4 separate regions of the Sus scrofa genome follow, and all the other regions are linked to region 1. The links are chromatin contacts, called in public Hi-C, HiChIP or PLAC-seq and promoter capture Hi-C maps. All regions are on one chromosome and are shown on one strand. Each heading gives the region's core, a stretch centred on a gene start, on an enhancer-like site or on the middle of the called end of the contact. The rest is flanking DNA. Distances are from core to core; before and after follow the strand shown. Region 1 holds the start of SPG21 (spastic paraplegia 21 (autosomal recessive, Mast syndrome)). Region 2 holds the start of RBPMS2 (RNA-binding protein with multiple splicing 2). Region 3 overlaps ANKDD1A (ankyrin repeat and death domain-containing protein 1A). Region 4 holds the start of PIF1 (ATP-dependent DNA helicase PIF1).

What was found. Promoter capture Hi-C pulls out the DNA fragments that hold promoters and counts their contacts. Hi-C and Micro-C count contacts between places; a contact is called where the count stands out from the background. HiChIP or PLAC-seq counts read pairs in DNA pulled down with a chosen protein or histone mark.
Region 2: a contact with region 1 is called in an H3K27ac HiChIP or PLAC-seq map of alveolar macrophages. The contact joins the promoter of RBPMS2 here to the promoter of SPG21 in region 1. A contact is called at or near these places in 1 of 5 promoter capture datasets (fetal liver) and 1 of 2 datasets of contacts at active chromatin or transcription factors (alveolar macrophages).
Region 3: a contact with region 1 is called in a Hi-C map of alveolar macrophages, with 2.3 times the contacts expected there. The contact joins the enhancer-like site here to the promoter of SPG21 in region 1. A contact is called at or near these places in 1 of 5 promoter capture datasets (liver), 6 of 47 Hi-C or Micro-C datasets (alveolar macrophages, embryonic fibroblasts, fetal heart ventricle and 3 more) and 2 of 2 datasets of contacts at active chromatin or transcription factors (alveolar macrophages and skeletal muscle).
Region 4: a promoter capture Hi-C map of liver shows a contact between it and region 1, with 4 times the contacts expected there. The contact joins the promoter of PIF1 here to the promoter of SPG21 in region 1. A contact is called at or near these places in 3 of 5 promoter capture datasets (fetal liver, fetal skeletal muscle and liver), 10 of 47 Hi-C or Micro-C datasets (alveolar macrophages, blood, fetal heart ventricle and 5 more) and 2 of 2 datasets of contacts at active chromatin or transcription factors (alveolar macrophages and skeletal muscle).

The regions. Positions count from the first base shown.
Region 1 is chr1:107,009,789-107,013,562 of Sscrofa11.1, reverse strand. SPG21 (spastic paraplegia 21 (autosomal recessive, Mast syndrome)) reads right to left here and starts at 1,739. Exons shown (of 9, transcript NM_001244929.1): 1 at 1,497-1,739.
Region 2 is chr1:107,257,911-107,261,868 of Sscrofa11.1, reverse strand. RBPMS2 (RNA-binding protein with multiple splicing 2) reads right to left here and starts at 2,567. Exons shown (of 7, transcript XM_021093786.1): 1 at 2,141-2,567. The coding sequence starts at 2,233.
Region 3 is chr1:107,151,858-107,155,510 of Sscrofa11.1, reverse strand. It overlaps ANKDD1A (ankyrin repeat and death domain-containing protein 1A), which reads left to right. Exons shown (of 21, transcript XM_013992888.2): 3 at 916-1,583. Among named protein-coding and RNA genes, the nearest start is that of ANKDD1A, 32 kb to the left of the region's middle. Within about 2 kb of position 1,635, at least 37 of the 83 cell types and tissues checked have an H3K27ac peak or open chromatin away from gene starts, as enhancers often do. A contact at or near this core is called in alveolar macrophages, embryonic fibroblasts, fetal liver and 2 more, where this site is marked.
Region 4 is chr1:107,216,923-107,220,514 of Sscrofa11.1, reverse strand. It overlaps PIF1 (ATP-dependent DNA helicase PIF1), which reads right to left and starts at 1,935. Exons shown (of 11, transcript XM_021093760.1): 1 at 1,836-1,935; 2 at 519-1,095. The coding sequence starts at 1,082. It overlaps LOC110260912 (a long non-coding RNA gene), which reads left to right. Exons shown (of 3, transcript XR_002344495.1): 3 at 1,304-1,439.

The DNA.
Region 1 (3,774 bases), core at 490-2,989:
TGGTATGAAAAGGCAGTTTGTTCTCCCAGCTCTCTTTCATCCACTACAGGGGAAGGAATACTTCTCCAAGTCATAAGGGGAACATTCTGCATATGGCAAAAAAAAAAAAAAAAAGTTAACTGAGATTTTGACCAAACTGGTCAGAATTAAAGAAAGAATGTGGACCACAAGCTCAACACTGATCTGATCTCTCACAATTCGACTCTTCACAAAAAAAAAAGCACCTGTTCATGCTGGTGGGAAAGGGACTGCAGGAATTTTGCCTTAATCTTGCCTAAGGAAACCCCTCCTCACGAGTGCTCTGGACACCTGGGCCTCTCTGCCCCTTGTGCTTGCTCAACAATAAAACTGTGTGCACCAAGAATTATGTGCACTTATGTCTCAAGGTTTCAACAGAACCAGCCAATTTACAGTCCACTTATCCTCAGGGTTTCAACAGAACCTGCCAATTCACAGTCAATGAAATCGCCTTTACAAATGTCTAAGTCATATAACCAGTTTAACTAGTCAGAGGTTTTCTGATCCTTTATCTCAACAATATGATCGACTTATGGACAATCTGTGATTATTATTAACACCATCAATAGCCAAATATTAGAACCTGAGACTCTCTAGGTGATGCCATTGGCTTTTTAATGTAGGCCTCCATACCTCAGCATACCAGTCCAGAACTATTCTTTTTTTAGGTTTCCTCAGGGGAAGATTTATCTCTCTTTTCTTCAAAAACTTATTTCATTACCTTCTAAACCTCATGGGAGTAAACGCTGATTACCTGACATTTCGACTGTGACACCTCATCTTGTATAGATGGCTTATATAAAAGCTTTTGGAAATTTGGCACACAGCTATTCGATTACCCCTCAGTCTCTTGAATCTTTGTGCCAACAGGAGCTGGAACATTGTAGGTGGAGACAAAGCAGCAGCATATGCAGAATTTATGACTCCCCAGTTAAAGGAGAAGAGGAAAAGTGAGACAGCCTAGCCCTGCTACTTTCCCCATGCCTCATTCACCAGCCTCACACCTGGACCCCACTCAGCAGTGACAAAGGCATTTATCACTTTCAGCCTGAGGTGCAATCTCCAAAACAACTAGTCTGCTTAGAGTTCTTAAAAGTTTACAGAAAAATATGTTCCTGGGCCGCAGCAGTGTAGCCCCAAGATAGGATTACAAGAATGTACCCAGGTCAAGCGTCCTCCACCTCACCCTAGGCGACTCATACACAGACCTCCACCTTCTCCCACTCCCACTATTGATAGCCACACAAAGGCGGGGTCACAGGCACACGGATCTCCTCCACGAACTCAGAATCGACCTCAGTCAAACACACACAGGGACATCCAATCACGTGCATGGTCACATGAACTGATACAGTCGGATCCACACAAACTCACGCCGACAGAGGCAGCCGCTCACAATACAAACCACTCTCACCTGCAGCCACAAACACATCAAACACTCACACCCTCCGCTTCTCAGGGCCCAGCCAAACCCTCACCTTCCGTGGCCGCCTCCAGTTCCCTTTCCCGCCTCCCCAAGGCGGCTTTTCCCTCCAGCACGGGTCCAGTCCAGGGAGGCTGCTGGGCCCGGGTCGGGGCCGGTGGGTGGAGCGCTCTGTACCCGCAAGCTCTGCAGACCTTGGGGGCGCGTTGGAAAGCCGGCCTCCGAGGGGCGGGGCGCGCGGCCAAGCAGGCCTGGGCCACCGCCCTCTCTCGCGAATCTTTCGCGCAGCTGGCCTGAGCCCCGCGCTTCCGGGTTTGGAGGGGCGGGGCCACGTCGCGAGGAAGGGGCGGAGCTGCGTGTCTCCGGCGGTCACCATGGCCACGGGCGGGTTGGACCGCAGGGCTGCACTCCGAGAGCTCTCCGTACATCCTGTCTGATGCGGTCTCCGCACTCGCTCAGGCTGTGGCGGCGGGCGCGGGTAAGAGGTCCGAGGAAATTCTGGGTCAGTTCTAGGTCACCTATGTGATGTGATCACCGAAGGAGAGGTTGTGGGAGTGGAAGAAAGGGGCACTTGACCCTCGGGACCTGCCTTTGCCTGCAGTTCACGCCCTCTTGGAGGAAACGGATGCTGGACGTTTTCTCTCCGCCGTATAAAGCTTTGAGGGAACCCCTTTGGGTTTCAGTCCTTGATGAACAGGGCTTTATATACCCTCTTTTCTTGGCAAGGTTTTTTTTCCTTTGCACAGCCACCGACGGCCTTCATAATCCTCCACTGTAACGTTCCCGCCTCCCTTCCCAGGCTTGTGCTGACGTTCTGGGGATTTCCGGGAACAGCTCCCACTGAACCTCCAACTCCCTCATCGTTTTCCCTTAAAGAAAATAAGAGAATATTAATATATTTGTAAACATTATTCTCAAGTAAGATGTTGCAGAGGTCACGACTCTCTTTTTCAATAGCATATTTTCAGCTGTGATAAGGTAGAATAACATGTTAAATCTCGTTTTAGGAAGTTTTTTAGTGATCCTGCCACAAAGTCTGTTGAAAATGCTTCTTCCTAATCTGTATTAGGGAAAACTTGTACTCTAATAAAAGCCTTTCCCTTTACCCAGGCAATTGTTTTGGGAATTAAGGTCAAGAGAGGATCCGAGTAAACTATCTTAAACTATGACCTCTGCCCTCCTGCTCAGGAGCTTTGGATTCCAGTCTAGAACCTGGACGAATCTCAAACGCATTTCTCAAGAACACAATATATCCATCACCCCCCAGCCAAAATCACCTTTCAGTAATAGAGAGATCTTTTATTATAAGCACCACATAGGAACTATACAGGGAATGTGTTTTCACGGAAGAATTTTAACCTCGGACTTTTTCCCAAAAACTTAGGTAATGAATGGGATAACTGGCAAATCACTGGTTGTATATAAAACCCATTATGGGTACCCATTACATTGTTTATCTTCTCCCACAGTGGTCTGGGAGCTGTAATTTTTTTTTTAATTAAAATTTTTCTTTTTAGGGCCAAGCCAGCAGTATATGGAAGTTCCTAGGTTAAGGATCAAACTGCAGCTGCAGCTGCAGGCCTACTCCACAACCATGGCAACACTGGATCTGAGCCCCTCCTGTGACCTATGCTGCAGCTTAGGGTTAAGCTGTGGATCCTTAGCACATGTGACCTATGCTGCAGCTTAGGGTCAAGCTGTGGATCCTTAACACAGTGAGCAAGGCCAGGGATCGAACCCACATCCTCATGGATGCTAGTCAGATTCTTAACCAGCCTAGCCACAACAAGAACTTCTGGGAAATTTAATTTAGAGCAAAGGGAACAGAGTGCTTTAACTAATGCCTTAGCTATTATAATCTGGCTAATAATAAATACTAAATGTGTACTGAATGAATTGATGTGCAAATAAAGAAATCAATCCACATGTATTCCTAAATCTGTACTCCTTAGATCCCATACTCCCAGACCTCGCTTGACTATCAGCCCTAATGAGACTTGAACTATGGATATGTGTAAATGGATTAGAAGTCCTTATTCTGTTAATTTGGTAATATTTTTTAACTTGACTCTTGATAATGGAAAACCATGCAGACTATTGCCTTTGGAATGGATAAGCAGTGAGATCCTGCTGTATAGCACAGGGGACTATATCTAGTCACTTATGATGGAGCATGATAATGTGAGAAAAAAGAATGTATACATGTATGTGTGACTAGGTCACCTTGCTGTACAGTAGAAAACTGACAGAACACTGTAAACTTACAGCTATAATGGAAAAAATAAAAATCATTTAAAATTTAAAAAAAGAAAACTATTTCACTATGTGGATAC
Region 2 (3,958 bases), core at 1,318-3,817, 250 kb before region 1:
TTGCAGAACCGCCTGCCTAGAGGGCATCTAGGCTAAAGATAAGTCCAGTTCCTGCTCAAACCACCAATCCAAGATGGAACCCAGCAGAGGAGCTCTTGGCCCACGGTTCAGAAGCCTAATGAGGGGAAGAGGCCATTCTTGTGCTTGCCTGATCAGAGCAGACCCTGGGCTCCAGATCACTGGGACCCTTAGTTTTAGATCTCTATTGATCAAGAGCCCATGCTTCCTACCCCTCTGACAGCATCAGCTGCACTGACTCCCTGAAGCACTACAGGGCTGTAACCCACCTCTGCCCACAAAAAAGGAAAGCAGGGATTCCACTTATTGAAGATTCTGCCCTTTCTCTCAGAAAAGGCACTTAGAAAAACATGACCAATACCTCAACCACTTTCTCCAAGACTTTACAGTGGCCACGTGGTTCATCCTTCCCACTTCAAAGGGGTAGGTCTGAGGGTCTCTTTGCTGGAGTAAAGTGCCTGCTGAAGTCAACCCTCTAGCAGAAGTGTTTCTGGGTCCATGCCTGGCTTCACAGAAGAAGGCTACCCTCCCCTAATTTCAGTAGAGATCACACACACCAGCAACCCTGCTGTCACCCTCCCCCAACTCTCAGGGGAGATTGTCAACAACCGGGTAGAGTCAGGATAGGGTCCCAAAGCCAAAGACCTATCAGCATCAAGGTTCAAGAAGGACCAGACCTTCGGGAACCAAAAGAACCCCTGGCCCATTAGAGCCCACACGACACTAATAGACAGATGTCAAGCCCTCCTTCAGCGTGAAGGGCTGTCTATTCCTCCTTTCCATTCCCACAAAAAGAGGATAACAGACCTAGATTCTCAAGATGCCATGCCATTGGCGGACTCGGGCTGGCAGCAGGCCTCTGAATTGCTAAGCGTGGGAGCTGGCAGTGTGACCCTCCCACCATCCCTCCCACAGTGAGGAGCCCAGCCCAGCTGTGGGCCAGTGCCGCCATTCTGCACCAAACCTATAGCACGGCAGGCCTGCGCCCAACACTGGATTGGAAGGAGGCATCAATGCCTGCCCCACCAGGGGCTCTGCGGTTTCTTCCCCAGACCAAGAGGAAGGGAGCTCAGGGTGGATAAATCGCCTTTGGTTTCCTGGTCAAGAGCATACCAGGGTGCAGCAGGAAGGGTCTCTCAGCCCTAGAATGACACAGCAGAGGCCCCTTGAGAAAGCTATGAGGTCTGTCCCCTTTCCAGACCAGTTTTTGTCTCTGCCCGCCCAGCTCCTGGTCTCCATTCACTGATAGCCTTAAGGTTTATATCCACCACACTACCTCCCCCTCAACACACACACACCCACACACGCACCCACACACCCTCCCAGATTTCGCCATCCAATTAACCACCCAGCTGTTGGTGATTCCACGAAGCCGTCTCAGACTCCTTCCTCTCAGCACACGGCCAGTGGACCTTCCTTGCAGAATCCCACCATGGCCAGCTTTGGAGTCCTGGCTTGGCTACCAGAGCAAAACCAGAGGGAGGAGAACTGGGAACTGAGTGTCCTTAGGCATCTCCTTCCCAATTCTAACTGCCAGCTGACATCTTTGCCAAAGCCCAGACTCTGAGGCCGTGAAGAAAACTCGTCCACCCCCTGCACCCCCGCCCCCAAGACTTCAGCTCTAGTGAACCAAGGTGCCGCGCGGCCGGTCCAGGCCTCCAAGGTCACGGGGAGGGGTCAGGGTGGAAAGTGCAAAGGAGTGAGGGTGCCGCCCGCCCACCGTGCTAATCCCGCTCAGTTCCTCCCAGCCGAGGCGGGAGACCCGGCCACGCGGGAGCAGTATAAGAGGGCAGCAAGCCGGGACAAGAGTGAAGAACCAAGGGCTGGCGGGCAGCAGATATGGGGCGGACGCGGCGCCGCTCGTCCACCTCGGGACCACGGACGGCAGTCGGCTCGCCGCCCGCCCGGAGCCCGGGAGTTCGGGGAGACAATGCCCGCCCGGCGGGGCAGCCCAGGCCGCACGCCCCCGCCCGCCGGACACGGGCTGCTCCTCTCCGGCCGAAGGGCAGCGGCGGGAAGGCGCCGGGAGCGATTGCCAGACCGCGCGGGGGGCCCCGCGTGCCCAGTCCCCCGCCCACCTCCGCGTGCACTTCGCCCGACAAATCCTGGGGCGCATACCCACCTCCTCTTCCAGGGTGCCGCCGGAGCCCGACCCCGTGACGGTGCTGGTGTCCGTGCTGGTGCTGTGTTCGCCGTCCGGCTTCAGGTTGCTCATGGTGCGGGGGGTGGGGTGGGGGTGGCGAGGAGAAGGGAACGCCGAGGGCGAGCGCGGCGCCCGGCCCCAGCGAGGAGGTGGGAAGGGGCGCGGTGAGCGGTGCGCTCCGGGGCTGCGGGGCGGGGTGGCGGTGGGGGCTGCGAGGGGCGGTGAAAGGCAGCCGCCGCGTCGGGTTGGGGTCACATCAAGTTTGGCGGGTGCGGCGACGGAGGCACTGGGAACCGGAGCGGAGCCGGAGCGGCCGCCGCCTCCGCCTTTTCACTGCGACCCGCGAGTGCGCCCGCGGCGGCGGCGGGGGGCGGGGGCCGGAACCGGCCTCAGCTGGGGCCCGGCCAGCCCCTTCCCCCTCCCTCCCTGCGGTCTCCGGGGGAACGTGCAGCCAATCCCCGCAGCCCACTGCGGGCTCGCCCCGGCCCGGGCCGTGGCGCGCCAGCCTCTGGCGGGGCTTTTCCCCTCTCTTCCTTGTCCTTTTTCTCTCCCTCTCTCATCTTTCCCCTTTCCCTTCTCCACGACTAGTTTTTAAACTTTGATGAACTCATCTAGCGAACTTTCTTAAAGGGACCGCGCGCACCGCGCCATCCCAGCTTGCGGGAGGTGGAACCGGGTGCCGGGCACCCCGCGCCCCCTTGTGCCTCGTCATCATCCCACCCAGGCGGCCCCAGGCGAGGGAGCGCCCAAAGCGGGACTCTTGCGTCTTCGGCTTCAAGGAGTCCCAACTATGTACTCTGATCTGGGGTTATAGGGTGTCCAACGCGCTTTCACCCTCAAATCCAGCCACCCAGTCCTCGTCCACCGTCTCCTTCCCTCCCAGCGCAGAACTGTTGGGGCCTGGGGCCTGGGATTGATGGCCCAGGGGAGGCCGAACACCTAGGCTTTGGCCTGGGCTGGGCGCCCTTTGCTGCGTGACCTTGAAGAAATCACTTCCCCTCTCTGGCCTCAGGCTTCCAGCCCAGAGGGTGGGACTTAGATCTCAAACACCCCTCCCGCCCCGCAGTCACTGAATAGGACTCTAGGTGAGTCACGGGTATCCAAAAGATTAGCCCCGGGAGGGGGGGACCTTGTATGATCGAGGTCCCATTCGCCGCCCCCTTCTCTCAGCTTTTGGGTCCTCTCCTCCCCGGTTTAAATACCACCCAACACACACTCAGGCATCTTTTCCCCTCCTCCTTTTCAGAGCCCCAGGCTTGGGTGGGTCTGTGGTGACTCCCCTCTGTAAGCCTCAAGAGCGCGGCGTCTGGTGGGTTTTCCTCTGACTTTTGAAAACCCACGCCTACTGGGGCCGGTCTTTGACGCCACCTTGTACAAACCGGCGCCCACCTCAGGTAGCGCTTAAGGCACAGCAGCCCTTAGCCCCGCAGAGCTGCTTGGCCCCTCCTGGGCGCCCCGCCCCCGCCTGGAGCTGCAACCCCAGGCATTCCGGTCGGAGGCTCGGGAAAGACACTGCCTAGCGCCTCCCAGAATCTGGCGTCTCCAGGTGTGATCTGTCACCTTGCAGAAGTTGGTTTCTGTTCTGACTTTCCCCCGCCAAACCTGGATTTTAAGGTTTGAAGCAATGCATAGTGCCGGTGGAGTGAGAAAAGCTGGGTTTGCAGTCATGAACCAATTAGGATCTCAGACCTTGGAGAACCCTTCAGAGCCTCAATAGCCAAAATAGAACCGGCACCATCCTACAGCAGCATGGAGTGTAGAAATATGTACAATGTTCGCCTGTGACTTAGTTACCCC
Region 3 (3,653 bases), core at 386-2,885, 140 kb before region 1:
CAAAAAAAAAAAAGAAGAAAGAAAAAGAAATTAGGCCTTTAGAAGTTCTTTAGGGTTAAGCATTTGACTTCTACATTTTTTATTTTTATATTATTTATTTATTTATTTGGCTTTCTGGAAATTCCCACAGCTGCTAGGACAATGGCTCCTTAACCCACTGGGCCACAGAGGATCCCCCCCATTCTACATTTATTTTTATTTTTGCTTTCTTTTAAGGGCTGCACCCATGGCATATGGAGGTTCCCAGGCTAGGGGTCGAATGGGAACTACAGCTGCCAGCCTATGCCACAGCCACAGCAATGTAGGGTCTGAGTGGTGTCTGCAGCCTACACCACAGCTCACCGCAACACCGGATCCTCATCCTCAACCCACTGAGCGAGGCCAGGGATTGAACCCTCATCCTCATGGATACACGACAGATTCATTTCCACTGCACCACAATGGGAACTCCCATTTTACATTTTTTTTTAAATGCATTTTACTGGAGTTCCCATTGTGGCTCAGCAGTAACAAACCCGACTGGTCTCCATGAGGATGCAGTTTCCATCTGGCCTTGCTCCATGGGTTATGGATAGGGTGTTGCCTTGAGCTGTGGTATGGGTAGCAGCTGAAGCTCAGATCCAGCATGGCTGTGGGTAGGCAGGCAGCTGCAGCTCCGATTTGACCCCCTAGCTTGGGAACTTCCATATGCTGCAGGTGCAGCCCTGAAAAAAGCACTACTATGACAGGAATCAATGATAATTCCCAAACATTGTGTGAATAAAGTTATTCTCTCTTTCCCCTCAGGTTTGGAAGGGCCTGAGGCCCTCGGGAGGTTCTTGGCGAAGTAGGGGGGGTTCTTTGGAGTGGGGATTAACCTGGCAGTTAACCCCACATTACTAACATCCCCTCCACAACTCTTTCTCCCTCACCCAGCCCTCACCCAGGTCCTTAGCCTGGAGTTCAAGGACCTGCACCGGTAATTCTACAGAAAGCCTCAGAGCAGCAGGAAGCACAGAGTGGAGGATCCAGCAGGGAAAGCCTCTTCCTTCACCAGAGGACTTAGCCAACCTCAGGTCAGGCAACACTCTGTATCCTCCAGTCTCTCCTGGAGGCCCTCTGCCCTTCGACCTGCTAGTGATGGGTACAGATTGCTTGTGTGCACACTTGAGAGAATTAGGTACTTAGCGCCTGCGGTTCTTCACTGGCTCTGGCTCCCCCGCGAGTAGACCACAGGAACTGCAGTCGAGCCAAACCGGCTCCGCCCACTCCCGGCAGAGTTCCGGGAGGAGGAGCAACTTCGACAAACTCCTCCGCCAATCGCTCTATAATGCACTTGTGGGCCTCCTCCGCTGCGGTGTACTCGGCGTAATCGCATGCGCTGGGTTTCCCTCAAGTAACTTTCCTTGCTGACGACAGAGTTGCTCTCTAAAGTTGGGGTGTCCCAGTAGACGCTGGCCCGAAAGCCGTTCTCGGGCCTCATCGGCGGCTGCAGCCCCATCCGAAATGCAGCACTGGGTGAGACACCCCGTGCTCTGGAGACCGCAGAGCTCGCCCTTGGAGAAGAACCGCTGGATTTCACTTTGAACTCTCTCCTGCTTGCGGTGCGTCTCTGGGCGAGTCATAACCTCTCTGAACTTCACTTATCTCCTCTGTAAAATGGAGCTTAGATATGCTAGCACTTGCATCGTAGGGTTGTGAGAAGACTCAATGGAACAGTCCAAGGGGCACGAGGAGAGCAAGATAACAATTACCATTCACTGTGTGCCCCTGGGGGGATTGCTCTAGGCATTTTCAAATGACCCTCTGAAAAGGTCTCCTCCACAGAAGAAGAAATTGAAGGAAGAAATTGAGATGTAGTGATTTTCCCAGACGCAGAGCTGGGACTCACTCCAGTAGACCTGCGTACACAGTGCCAGGAAGTGTGGGTGGGAGTCTAAGGTTCGTGAGTTTAGGGGACGCTCAGACACCTGAAAAATATCCATCCCTTTCTCCCTTTGGTCGTTAATCAGAATTTCTTCCTCTGACGGATTGTTCATCCCTTCTTAATATAATGCTTTTGTGGGCAGAGACCTAAAAGATCATCCATGCGTATTTCCTTATGAAGAGAGAGAGAGACTTGTGTAGGGTCACAGGGCTGGACGGTTTAGAACTGGACTGGAGCTCAGTTCTGTGCCTGTGCTCCTGCTCCTCCACCCACCCTTCTGCCGTGGGGGAGCAATGTTAGCATGCTCCTTCCCACTGGCAATCAAACAGCACACTTAGTGCAGGGTCCTCTCCAGGGGCTGCACACTGGTGACTCCTGACCCCACTTGCCCAGGACCTTCTATCACTCTCTTCCTCCCTTTTCCAGACACTCCCACCCTCTCCACCCTCACAGGGCTAATTCTCCAAGTAGAGAGGAAACCAGTGCAACCTCTGGCTACCAAGTACTGGCACAAGATAACCAATAATTTACCACTGTGTGTGCTTATGTGCATGTGTGTGCATCTTTTTTCTTTTATTAGAAAGGGGCTAACATAATATAAATAGCAAGTCATTGCCAGTGGCATCTTTGGGTAGATGAATTGTGGGTATTTTTTTCCCTTGTCTGTATTTTTTTTTCCTTTGGCTATGCCCACAGCATACCAAAGTTCCTGGGCCAGGGATCGAACCCTAGCCCCAGCAGTAACCCTAGCCATGGCAGTAAAAACACTGAGTCCTTAACTACTAGGTTACCATCCTTGTCTGCATTTTAAATTTTCTCTAGCGATGAACAAACATTATTAAGATAAGAAATAAGTCTTATTTAAAAGTTGTTTTAAAATTCTCTTAAGGGGTGTTCCCTTTTTGGCTCAGCAGGTTATGAACCCAGCTAGTATCCATAAGGATGTGGATTAGATCCCTGACCTTGCTCAGTGGGTTAAGGATCTCAAGTTGCCATGAGCTGTGGTGTAGGTTGCAGATGTGGCTCAGATCCCTCATTGCTGTGGCTGTGATGTAGGCTAGCAACTGCAGTTCCAATTTGACCCCTAGCCTGGGAACGTCCATATGCCTCGGGTGCGGTCATAAGAAGAAAAAAATTCTCTTAAGTCCAGCAATCATAAAAATGAACTAGAGATAAGAACAGTTTTTTTTTTTTTTGCTTGAAAAAATGTTTTTTTCAAACATAAAGATAACCAACTTTGCCCATAATGATAGCGATGCGAATTAAAATTACACCGAGCTAGCACTTCTCACCTATCAGATTGGCAAATATCCAAGTTTGTCATCAAGTTCTTTTGGGGAGGCTGCGAAGAAAGAAGTTCTTTTCTTTTCTTTTCCTTGTTTTTTTTTTTTGGTTGCACCAGTAGCATGTGGAATCAAATTCGAGCCCCAGCTGCAGCAATGCCGGATCCTTAACCTGTTTTATACATTGCTGATGGGAGTGTGAAACAGTATAGAGCCTACATAGGGCATGTGGCAATAACTAGCAAAATCTAGAAATCTACATCTTTGACCCAGAAATCTACTTCTGGAGTTCCCGTGGTGGCGCAGTGGTTAACGAATCCGACTAGGAACCATGAGGTTGCGGGTTCGATCCCTGCCCTTGCTCAGTGGGTTAAAGATCCGGCGTTGCCGTGAGCTGTGGTGTAGGTTGCAGACGCGGCTCGGATCCCGCGTTGCTGTGGCTCTGGCGTAGGCCAGTGGCTACA
Region 4 (3,592 bases), core at 686-3,185, 210 kb before region 1:
ACTTTTCTTCTGCAGCACCTTCTCTGCTTTCTCTCTTTTTTAAGGGCCGCACCTGTGGCATATGGAAGTTCCCAGGCTAGGCGTCCAATCAGAGCTACAGCTGCCGGCCTACACCATAGCCACAGCAACCCAGATCTGAGCCTCATCTGCGACCCACACCGCAGCTCAGTGCAATGCAGGGTCCTTAACCCACTAAGCGGGGTCAGGGATGGAACCGCATCCTCATGAATACCAGTCAGGTTCATTACCACTGAGCCACGAGGGGGATCTCCTGATTTCTCTGTTAATGTGACCTGGACCCACTTTTCCTATTCTCCTTACTCAGTCTCAAGGATTGCACTATGAGAACCACATGCACGATGCCCATATCCCTCTTATTTTCAAAAGTCCGATGAGCATCTTCTCTGAAACAACCAGCCTGCCATCTCAAATACCACCACCATCTCCCTCCTAAACGTGGGCCACTTTAGTCTTTTCCATCTCAGTGGCACACCCACTCCCCAAGGCGTTGTCCTCACGGTGTTGGACTTGGCCCCCACCCGGGGCTCCGTGGGCAGTTTCACTGGCGTGGTGTCCGTGACCCGGGTGACCGCCGCGCGCCGCAGCTCCTCGGGCTGCACCGGGCTGATGGTGACGAAGTCGCGGGGCCTTGGGCCAAGAAGTTGAGTGCGGGCGGAGGCTGGCCTGGGACCCGGGGCCGCGGCCAGCTTGAGGCGCAGCGTACGCAGGAAGCGGCGCAGGCGGTCTGGAGGGCAGTCGGAGAGCAGCAGCTGCACAGCGCCGGCCGGGGAAGCGCCATAGGCCGGGAGCCTTAGAGTGCTGCGCCCCATCGCTGCGAAGCGCGTGAAAAGGCGCGCAGCGCGCAAGGGGAAGCAGCGCGGCCGCCCCGCGGGTCCCGGCGCCTTCAGCCTAAGCATCAACTCCCGGCGCTCGTTACGACCCAGGCTCAACTCCGCGGTGCGTAGCGCCTGGCGCCTTCGCGGCTGCCCTCCCGGGCTCAGCTCTTCCACAGCCACGCGGCACCGTAGCTCCGCGTCCTCGCTTTCTGCTGCCGCTGCCTGGGTGCCCGACAGCATTGCCATCGCCTCTGCGGGTCTGTAAAAAGACCGGAGCTCAGGGGTCACGGGGACTCAAGGAATATATCATAGGTTGTATAGAAGCCGTGACGGGGAGCCCGGTGAAGGCCACATAGGGTCACAGAGGCTGTCACTGGTAACACAAAGAGGTCACGGAAATGGTAAAAGGGCCCTAGAGTAAACCGGATTTTCTCTTAGAAATTACTACCCTACACAATAATTTCCAGGGCAGCGGATGGGCAGCGTCAATTGCATCCAGCATTGGAGAACCGCAGCTGTCCGCCAAGTGCCACAGAAGGGAGCCCTGGAACGGAAAAGAAGCCTGCTTCCAAGAGACCCATAGGCGGACACGAGAATCCTGAGTCCTGTCCTTAAGAAGCCAGAGACTTTCACGTTGAGGAGGTGAACAGGAAACATACTCCCTAATAAGCGTCTTATGTCTTCCAGGTACGTTCACTAGTTTACATGCGGCCAAGCAGGTCTCACTCTTCTCCGTGTACAGAAGTGGAAAACAGGCTGAGAGAGGCCACAAGGGGTGGTAGGAGTCAGGGCTCGTGTGATTCTGAAGCCCTGGCGCTTCCCATCTTCAGGGTAGGGATAGAGTAGAGAATCTTTGGTTAGGGAAATCGCAGAGGGACCCTGGGGTGCGGGAATCCATTCTCCCTCCGTCTGACCCACTCGTGTGCACCCTCCCGGCAGGGACCCCTTGAAGAAGAAGGTTCTCTGCCTCCCACCTCTGGCATCCGAGTGAACACTCACTTGCGACGGACAAGCTGAACAGAGCCGGCATGCACGCAAAGGTAGGACACTGGGAACTTTCAAATCCTGGGAGTAGAGAATCACCCTATCATCGGCCGGATCTTTAAATTTTCCAGCCAATCATAGACAGCGGGCGTGGCAACGGGCGTGTCTTTGGGTGTCTACTCTTGGAGCCTGGGCTGTACCAATAGCACGCCGGAGGGAGAGGCTTATTGTGCTGGCGGAGCGTACCAAGTCGCGCGGACAGGTAGGAGTAGGGGGAGGAAGAAGTGAGCGCATCCGGGCGGCGCGTGGTGTTGTGTGTCTGACTTATTTTCAAGCCTCCAGCACACTCTCCTTCCTCCGCTTTAAGCCCTCACACAGCAGCTGAACTTGGCCTTGGGGAAGAGCTGCCTTTGATCCCTCGCATTCCTGTTTACATTTATAGGACCGTTTGCTCATTTCTGGGCAAACCACATCCCTCCACCGCCTGTTGCTACTGCTGTCTCTGTCTGCCCCGAAACTTTCTACACTTCCTCTGCCCTTGTAAGCGTCGTTTTACGTATTCGTCCTTCCCATCCGGCTGAGGGCCAACAGTGTAGAACTCAGACCTGTGGCCGGATGCTCAAGAGTACAAGGGAAGTGAATGAGCCTCTGTTTTCAGGGAATCAGTAATCCCTCTTATTGCTCTGGCTGCTCAGGGAATTTATTTATTTTTTATTTTTATTTTATTTTTTTGTCTTTTTGCCATTTCTTGGGCTGCTTCCCACAGCATGTGGAGGTTCCCAGGCTAGGGATCCAATCGGAGCTGTAGCCGCCGGCCTATGCCACAGCCACAGCAACACGGATCCGAGCTGCAACTGCGACCTACACCACGGCTCACTGCAACGTCAGATCCTTAACCCACTGAGCAAGGCCAGGGACCGAACCCGCAATCTCATGGTTCCTAGTCAGATTCGTTAACCACTGAGCCACGACGGGAACTCTGGGAATTTATTTTTAATTATCTTTTTTTCTCCTCATTAAATCTTGGAATGACAGAGCTGGAAGGGATCTTACAGGTGAGTCAGCCCCCTCATTTATTGAATTGCCCCCATTTTTCAAGTGAGGAAACCAAGGCTCCAAGAAGTTTGTTTGTTTGTTTGTTTGTTTGCGGGGGGAGTCTGTACCCACTGTATATGGAAGTTCCTGGGCCGGTGATCCAAACCCAGCTGCAGCTGTGAACTATGCTACACCTGCAGCAATGCTGGATCCTTAAGCCACTGTGCCACAGTGGAAACTCCGTTTAGACTATTTTTAAGTGCACAATTCATTACCTTTAAGAACATTCAGGGAGTTCCCTTTGTAGCTCAGTGGTTAATGAACCCGACTAGGATCCATGAGGATGTGAGTTGGATCCCTGGCCTCGATCTGTGGGTTAAGGATTGGGCATTGCCATGAGCTGTGGTGTAGGTCGCAGATGCGGCTCGGATTCCGCATTGCTGTATATGTGGCTGAGGCCGGCAGCTGTAGCTCCAATTGGACCCCTAGCCTGTGAACTTCCATATGCCGCCGGTGTGGCCCTAAAAAGAAAAACAGACAAACAAAAAACGTTCAAATGTTGTACAACCATCACCACTATCTCCAGAAAAGTTTCATTATTCTCAAACAGAAACTTTGTACCCATTAGACAATAACTCCCTTCCCTAAGGTTGTCAGATCTAAAGGTGACAAATGACTCTTGTAAACAAAAAAACAAACAAAACCCTCAAGTGAAATGGAAGCATAGAAGTAAAAGG